Linked DNA regions of Pan troglodytes: region 1 is linked to region 2. The links are chromatin contacts, called in public Hi-C maps. All regions are on one chromosome and are shown on one strand. Each heading gives the region's core, a stretch centred on a gene start, on an enhancer-like site or on the middle of the called end of the contact. The rest is flanking DNA. Distances are from core to core; before and after follow the strand shown. Region 1 holds the start of BBS10 (Bardet-Biedl syndrome 10). Region 2 holds the start of GLIPR1 (GLI pathogenesis related 1).

Region 1 (4,354 bases), core at 1,725-4,224, 880 kb before region 2:
AGTCTCCAAAAGCTGCAGAGTAAGAGTGGTAGCCGACTCTTATTTTAAGAGTAAAAGCACAAGTTTGAATCTGTATCTCCGTGGTACACTTAAATAGAACTCTAATAGCACTTCACTTCTAAATGTCAGGAATATAATCCACTGCTTGAATCTATATTGAGTAATGTAACCCCTTTGTTATGAGTAGCACCACAAAAAAAACCCTACTATTAAACATATACGAAATCCATATGAAAGGGTTTCCCCCCCCCCCCCCCTCAGATCACCTATTAGTCCATACTGAGTCAACATCAGATGAGTTCCGAGACATCATTCCTCTCTGGTTTTCCCCCACCCTCCTTTCTTCCCATTCTTGCTCTCTGCTCAGGGTCCAGTTGCTTCTGGCTGTCATTTGGTTTGGTTTTATTAATTGGGGAGAAAAAGATGGGAGGGCCTGCCGGTTCCTCCTATCTTGTTCATAGCAATAAGGATTAAGGAAAACGGCCCCTCATTGTCCAACCTCGTGAAACATCTACAAGATCATTTTCTTGCTAATATTGGCATGCTTCAACTCTAGATGATGTATGTTGTGCCATTATGCTAGTTGAATCTTCTGCATCTCACAAAATATCACTTGTGGGAATAATAAACCAGGAGAGTGGTGACCTACCACGGTAATTTGGTGGGTGCGTCAGAGGCATCTGAACCAGAGCAACTCCAGTAATTTGGTGGGTGCGTCAGAGGCATCTGAACCAGAGCAACTCCATCTTGAATAGGAGCTGGGTAAAATGAGGCTAAGATCTACTAGGCTGCATTCCCAGATGATTAAGGCATTCTAAGTCACAGGATGAGATAGGAGGTTGGCACAAGATACAGGTCATAAAGACCTTGCTGATAAAACAGGTTGCAGTAAAGAAGCCAGCCAAAACCCACCAAAACCAAGATGGCCACGAGAGTGACCTCTGGTTGTCCTCACTGCTATACTCCCACCAGCACCAAAGACAGTTTACAAATGCCATGGCAATGTCAGGAAGTTACCCTATATGGCCTAAAGAGGGGAGGCATAAATAATCCACTCCTTGTTTAGCATATCATCAAGAAATAACCATAAAAATCGGCAACCAGCAGCCCTTGGGGCTGCTTTGCCTATGGAGTAACCATTCTTTTATTCCTCTTTCTTAATAAACTTGCTTTCACTTTATGGACTCGTCCTGAATTCTTTCTTGCATGAGATCCAAGAACCCTCTCTTGGGGTCTGGATTGGGACCCTTTTCCTCTGACAGGTGTAGTATAAATATCTGTTGAGTGCTAACTATGCCAGGCACTATGCAAAGTGTTTAGTGAACATTCTCCACCTACTCAAAACCTCTTGAGATTTTTATTTTGTATATGTTATCTCCACTGGTTTTTTTGGCGGGGATTGTTTTGTTTTGAGACAAGGTCTCGCTCTGTCGCCCAGGCTGGAGTGCAGTGGTGCGATCTTGGCTCACTGCAACCTCCCTTTCCGAGTTCAAGTGATTCTCATACCTCAGCCTCCAGAGTAGCTGGGATTACAAGCATGCACCACCATGCCCAGCTAATTTTTGTATTTTTAGTAGAGACGGGATTTTGCTATGTTGGCCATGCTGGTCTTGAACTCTCGGCCTCCTGTGATCTCCCACCTCGGCCTCCCAAAGTCCTGGAATTACAGCCATGAGCCACTGCGGCAGGCCCATTGTTTGTAAAGATGAGAAAAGCAGAGATCAAAGAGGTTACTTGGTGAATGCCACAGGTAAGGAAATGACAGAGCAAACCCAGGTCTGAATCCAAAGCCCATACTCTCAAGTGCCTGTGTTTTAGGCCAGGCAAGGTGGCTCATGCCTGTAATCCTAAAACTTTGGAAGGCCAAGTTGGGAGGATCACTTGAGGCCAGGAATTCAAGATCAGCCTGGGCAACACAGGGAGACCCTGTCTCTACTAAAAGAGAAAATAACCAGGCGTAGTGAGGCACAAAGCGACTTGAAGGCTAAGACAGGAGGATCACGAGCTCAGGAATGCGGAGCTGCAGTAAGCTATGATCTCTCCACTGCACTCCAGCCTGGGCGGCAGAGTGAAACTTCATCTCTTAAAAAAGAAAAAAATGTTAGACAGTATTTTCTGTCTTTGGGTTATATACAATAATCCTTGGCCATGTGTTTTAAAGCATACTGTTGATCACCGACGTGATTAATGGATTTAAATCTGTACAGCGGCTCATGCCTGTAATCCCAACACTCTGAAAGGCCGTGGCAGGTGGATCATTCAGGTCATGAGTTCGAGACCAGCCTGGTCAACATGGTGACATCCCCATCTCTACTAAAAATACAAATATTGGCGGGGCACAGTGGCGTATGCCTGTAATCCCAGCTACTTGAGAGGCTGAGGCACGGGAATCGCTTGAGCCCGGGAGGCGGAGGTTGCAGTCAGCCGAGATTGTGCCACTGCACTCCAGCCTGGGCGACAGAGCGAGAGTCCATCTCAAAAAATAAATAGAGACTTCGCATCATTTCTGCTTAATATATTTGTGGTGTCTAGAGTTTTATTGTGATACCTGAGTCTAGGAAATGTGGTAAAGCCTCTGCAGCAGACCTAAAGCCTGCAATTCATGGCTGTGGCCAGGCTCTCCTCACCTGTCCTGCATCTACAAATTATTTCCGTTATGGTAAGGAGAGCAACTCGTGGAGAATGTGGACAGGAACATGCGTGAATCCAAGGCAGAGGTTTTGCCCCGGAAAAAGCAGCTTCTGGCAGGGGATGAAAGCCAGCAGAGTTCCAACCGGGGTGCCCTCTCCTTCACGCAGGCCCCACTACCGTGTTGACTTAGGAAGAAAGTTTCTCGGGAGACTAAGGGATTTGGGGGCAGCGGACGCCACTGGAGGGAGATGAATTCACCTAGGGAGCCGGGGAGGGGCTTAGGGTTGCCTCTCCAGGCACAGCTGCTGGAAATCCTAGTCTGTTTTTTCTGTCTTCGCGTACAACGGGCCAGCTCACCCCACCTGGCAAAGCTGCAGGGCTTTTCCACCAAGCGGACAGAAGGGCAGCCCTCTCGCCCAACCAAGAAGCCGTGCTACCCCGGCTTCGGCTCCTGGCTTCCGGGTTTTCTCCCCGCCTATTCCGTTTCCGGCTGTTCCCACCCCTGTTTTCGGTCGTCCCGGGTGTTCTGCAAGCTGGTCAAAAAGGGGAAGCGGCCCAGATATGTTAAGTTCTATGGCCGCTGCAGGGTCTGTGAAGGCGGCGTTGCAGGTGGCCGAGGTGCTGGAAGCCATCGTGAGCTGCTGCGTGGGGCCCGAGGGACGGCAAGTTTTGTGTACGAAGCCCACTGGCGAGGTGCTTCTCAGCCGGAATGGAGGCCGCCTCCTGGAGGCGCTACACTTAGAGCATCCCATAGCCAGGTACCCGCGTCCCACACGCTAACCCGTAGCCGGGCACCCCAGGCAGCCTCTGTGGAGCTCTTGTCCCATCCTGAGGCGATGCGTACTTAGAAAGACTGACCTCGGGTGAAACCGCTGTATGCTCGGAATTAGAGCCCTGCCCAAGGGAACACTCCTGCACCCCAAATCTTACCAATTCCCAAGACCACTTCTCCCCACTCCACCCAACGGTGGAATCTTGGAATAGAGCAGAGTTTTTTCCAAGAAAGGAAAAAACTAAGGATGTGTCAAAGGAACAATATTCTCATTTTATGCTTATGGCTGTGTAAACATGGTTTTAAGATGTGGGAAGCCAGCCTTCTGAAAATGAGTTGCTTTATTTCTTTTTTGTACAGGATGATAGTGGACTGTGTTTCCAGTCATCTCAAAAAAACAGGAGATGGTGCAAAAACATTTATTATCTTTCTTTGCCATTTGCTTAGAGGACTTCATGCAATCACAGACAGAGAAAAGGATCCTTTGATGTGTGAAAACATTCAAACCCAGGGAAGGCATTGGAAAAATTGTTCTCGGTGGAAATTTATTTCCCAGGCTCTCCTAACGTTTCAGACACAAATATTAGACGGTATTATGGACCAGTACCTAAGTAGACACTTTTTGTCTATCTTTTCGTCTGCTAAAGAGAGAACATTGTGTAGGAGCTCTTTAGAGTTGCTCTTAGAAGCATACTTTTGTGGAAGAGTGGGAAGAAATAATCATAAATTTATTTCACAGTTGATGTGTGACTACTTTTTCAAGTGTATGACTTGTAAAAGTGGGATTGGTGTATTTGAGTTAGTGGATGACCATTTTGTAGAGTTGAATGTTGGTGTCACTGGCCTTCCTGTTTCAGATTCCAGGATCATAGCTGGTCTTGTGCTTCAGAAAGATTTTTCTGTGTACCGCCCAGCAGATGGTGACATGCGAATGGTGATAGTAACAGAAAC
Region 2 (4,535 bases), core at 501-3,000:
GTCATACCAGTTTGTGATGGCAGAAGACACAGAAAAGATGGGCACAGATCCAGTCCAGATGTTCTCTCCCAGTGAAGTGAAGTTTGGGTGCAGCTTGTGGGGTGGCTTCAGCCGTGTATTATGTGAAAACTGGCAATTGCTGGCCCATGCTTTTGCAATTTGGGCTAATGCTGGGTCCCAAGTCTGCAAAAATAAACATTAAACAATAGGGGGTTCATCTAAAATGTAACTGGGGTGAGTACAGTGGGAATTTGAATGGAAAACGAGGTGAGATAAGGAGAGAAGATACCACTGCATATGAGTCCTCTATAAATATGGTCTTCAAGCACTGAGTAGGGCTGGTAGGAAACGTGACAATTTAGTTTCATGGAATTTAGAATCTAAGGAAAACTGACATTTCACTGAAGGCTAATTATGGGCAAAATAGTGTGTGCCGTGTTTCACAACATTATTCCATAATCACAACAGCCCATATCCTAAGAAGTTCAGAAAGGTTAAAAACCAGCTTAAAGCCACAGATCTGAAATTCAATCCCAAGCCTTACTGAATCAAAATCCCATCCTTTCCCCAGATGCCATTCTGCCTACCTGAGCAACTCAGTACTTTGTCAGCAACAAAAAAAGTAAATTTAGAGACAAAAAAACAAAAAACAAAAAACAAAAAAACAAATCACAAAAATTAACAGGGAGGAAAATAACAAAAAGAGAAGTAAAATCCACTGACAACCAGAAAACAGGAAGTGTCCAAAGAGAAGTAAAATGTGCTGTGGCACTTGCTTATAACAACAGTTGGGTAGACAGAGCTAAACTGGAAGTGTTTTGATCACAGACTGTGAATTTACTGCATACGTTAAGCACAATGAAAAAAAAATCATTCAGTATTACGAAGGTATTAACACCAAAGTCAATACACATTAGTTGTTTCTGACTGACTGACGCCACAGTTAATGATATTTTCCTTACCATGTATAGCATATCACTGGCTGTTGGTTTCACCTCTGATCGGAACTTGTTATGGATTCGAACGCAGTCTTTGATGAAATCTTCATTTTCGATATCTGGCAAAATATTTGCTGTGTGTGAATAATTGGAGACAAAAGAAACCATCCAGGCTATTGTAGCAAGTGTGACACGCATGCTTTGTCTGGCATGGAGCCTTGGGAGGCTGCAGTCCAGAGCCGCCGCAGTTTCTGAGAGTGTGATTGCCTGAGTGCTCAGCCCACAGCTTTGCAAACCTAGCCGACTTCAGCTTTGAGAAAACAGAACAGAGCATGAGTTCATCACTAGTTTTAAGAAACGGGTTTCTCCATATATGGTGTGCAGCTCACTTTGTGTTCTTAACCCTGTCTTTTCAGTGGTTTTCAGTGACACAGCACCTATTACGACATAGATTTTTATGAGGCTGTGTCAGACTTCCTTTTGAATTGGGAGATATTTCCAAAGAAAATTCTGAAGTCTCCAGGAATAATAGTCTCCAATTTTTAATGGAGGTTGCGGTGATAAAATGAAAATATCTCTTACTTCTATAAATGCCTCGCAAAATGCTTTCAGAAATCTTTTTCTTTTTAGAGTCATATCAACACATAGTGGTTGGAATATCTGGTTAACATCATAAACGTGACCTAGAATTCATTCACGATGGTAGAAACATGTAAGCGTGTGTGTGTGTGTGTGAGAGAGAGAGAGAGAGAAAGAGAGAGAGAGAGAAAGAGAGAGAGAGAGGGATTGAGAGAGAGAATAGTAGAAAGAATACAGGACTCAAGTTGAGAATTTAGTTTCTGTTTCTAACTAGCTGTAAGACCTTGGACAGGATACAAAAGTCTCTAAACCTCAGCCACCTATTGAATGAGGCTATGGGACCTTTTCTGCTTCCTTAATTATAGAGGTTTGGCAGGATCAAATGAACTAGCTAATATTAAATTTCTGCCTTGTATATTCACCTTAGTAATACAGAAATAAAAACACAGTCACTGGCCCCAAGGAGCTTACAGTGGTAAGAGCTGTGAGATGGTGATGACAAGGATGGTTACAACAGGGGCTGTTGGAGATCTGGATATAGGAAAGCACAGGGAGATATGGACACACAAGAGAGCATACTTAACCTATTCTGGAAAGGGCAGAGCTGGCCTACATACAGCAGGTGAGGTCTTTGCTGAGGCTAGAATCAGCTAGGTGTTGATCAAGTGAAAAAGGGCTGGAGAGGAGAAGGGAATTAGAGGGATAGGAACTATATATCTAGTTGTGAAGTTGAAGACATGGTGTTATGGCAAGAATAGAGCAAGAACCTCTCCATATTGTCTCCCTCTGTAAATATGGTCTGTAAATAAGTAGTGATTCTGACTGGTAGGAAACTTGATACCTGGTGTCATGGAATTCAGAATCCAAATGATGCTTTCATGCCACTTGGGGGAGAGAAGTTAAGAGTCAGATCAGGAAGGATTTCTCAATTCTGCTAATGATTTTTTATTTTATCACCAAAGTCATGGGAAGTTATTGGAGGATTTTAGCTGTAGGTGGGGTTTAGACCTGGTTTTAGAAAACACGTGTATTTTAGAAAATTAAGAGATATGGAAAATGGAATGAGGTGGGGAAATATTTCTAATGCAAACAAAAAGTAAAGAAACATTTCAGGCACACCTGTAGCCCCACCTACTCAGAAAGTTGAGGTGGGAGGATAGCTTGATCCCCACAATTTGAGGCTGTGAAGAGCTATAGTCAGGTCACTGCAATCCAGCCTGGGTGACAGAGCGAGGCCCCATCATTAAAAACAAACATACGGGCCAGGCGCGGTGGCTCACGCCTGTAATCCCAGCACTTTGGGAGGCTGAGGAGGGCGGATCATCTGAGGTCAGTTGTGCAAGGCCAGCCTGACCAACATGGTGAAACCCTGTCTCTACTAGAAATACCAAAATTAGCCGGGCATGGTGGCACATGCCTGTAATCCCAGCTACTTGCGAGGCTGAGGCAGGAGAATTGCTTGAACCTGGGAGGCGGAGTTGCAGTAAACTGAGATTGTCATTGCACTCTAGCCTAGGCAACAAGAGTGAAACTCCATCTCAAAAAAGCCCAAGCAACCAACCAAACAAAAACCATTACAGAACCATAAGGCAGAATTACTGTTGCCACACACACACAAATAACCTTAAAAATACTCATACATAAATTCAAATTTTGTCCAGGCTGCCTAATTTCTACTAGCATGTCTTTACATTATAGGAATCTGAGATAAGCAGTGTCTTATCCAGGTCTCATAGGCAACTTTTTGATCAATGTAGTGACAATAAACAAAGAGAACTTTCTCCAGTTTGAAGTGGTAACCATGTCTAAGGCCTGCTTCTCATCTTCTTCTGGGTCTCTGTGAGCTAGACTGAGTTTTGAATACAACAACAAGAAAGAGGAAACCCCACGAGCAAGCAAAATCAGTGGTTTTTTTGGTTGCCTGCGTAATCCCTGTTATACACATACAACTCCCAAGAATGAGCAATGTTATCTTGGTCTTGAAATGATTTAATATTTTTTCTCTAATTTCCTGAAAATAATCAGCACAAGGGAAAGTCTGCCGTCACAGAGATGATTTTTGTGTTATTGTGCAGACCAGGTTAGCTCCTTAGAGCTACAACTCTAAAACTTTTCAATTCACACTACACGTTTGCACCAAAAGTCCAGAGAAGTGGTCTGCCACAGAACAGGAACTTTTACGTGGAAGCAAATGTAAGCCTGCACTGCTTAGAAAGCTTTGAACTTTGCTATGACTTTTTCCACTTCTTAACCCAAGTCTTCACCATGATCTCTTTGATAATTATGCATATGTGTTAAGACAGAGAGATTGGTTTTTAGTGCTCAACACTCATGGTAGCATTTTAAAAGATTTTTAACTTTCTTTTTAATTCTTCTCTGTATCTTTTTTTACAGTGAGAACATGCTATCTTTCATAGTAATAAAATAAACTGCAATTATTGTGGAGAGTCATGGGATCTTTAAAATCATGCACAAATTCATACATATACATTGCCTGATAAACCCATGCACAGATAAAAGACTAAAGGAATATCCACAATTTCAGTATTGTGGGTAATACTGCATAATGGACTATGTCTCTCTATCCCCGCAAGTTTTACTCAAGTGTCTTATAAAAAGCAACAGTTTGTGTAGCTAGAGATAATCATTTATATTATGTGGAAAAATCTCAACCTTGCTATACTGTTCTAAATATATCCATTTATATATATGATGAGCTTTTTTATTTCTTGGGGAGAAATGATATAGAATTTTCTATAATCCCACACTTCCTGATTAGATTCCAAAAACATTTAGGCTCCAAAACCTCTAGCCACCTATTCTAAACTGGGGCTATGTGTTGGGTGTGGGGATAGACAAAGATAAAGGATTCAGAAAGAGGGAGGGGCTATGTTTATTAAGCAAACACGTCACTGTTACATTGTTGTGTGATGATACTTTAATTTGGTATAAATTAGTTTTACGTATGTGACAATGTACAAGTTAACAAGTAGTCCATATTCTAGAAGCAGTTAATTA

Evidence for each region. A called contact is a pair of places that touch in the nucleus more often than the background predicts.
Region 1: a contact with region 2 is called in a Hi-C map of stem cell-derived neural progenitor cells, with 4 times the contacts expected there. The contact joins the promoter of BBS10 here to the promoter of GLIPR1 in region 2. A contact is called at or near these places in 1 of 7 Hi-C or Micro-C datasets (stem cell-derived neural progenitor cells) and 1 of 1 datasets of contacts at active chromatin or transcription factors (stem cell-derived excitatory neurons).

The regions. Positions count from the first base shown.
Region 1 is chr10:83,125,122-83,129,475 of NHGRI_mPanTro3-v2.0_pri, reverse strand. It overlaps BBS10 (Bardet-Biedl syndrome 10), which reads left to right and starts at 2,974. Exons shown (of 2, transcript XM_001161619.7): 1 at 2,974-3,389; 2 at 3,764-4,354. The coding sequence starts at 3,193.
Region 2 is chr10:82,246,033-82,250,567 of NHGRI_mPanTro3-v2.0_pri, reverse strand. It overlaps GLIPR1 (GLI pathogenesis related 1), which reads right to left and starts at 1,750. Exons shown (of 6, transcript XM_009425866.5): 1 at 963-1,750; 2 at 1-183. The coding sequence starts at 1,136.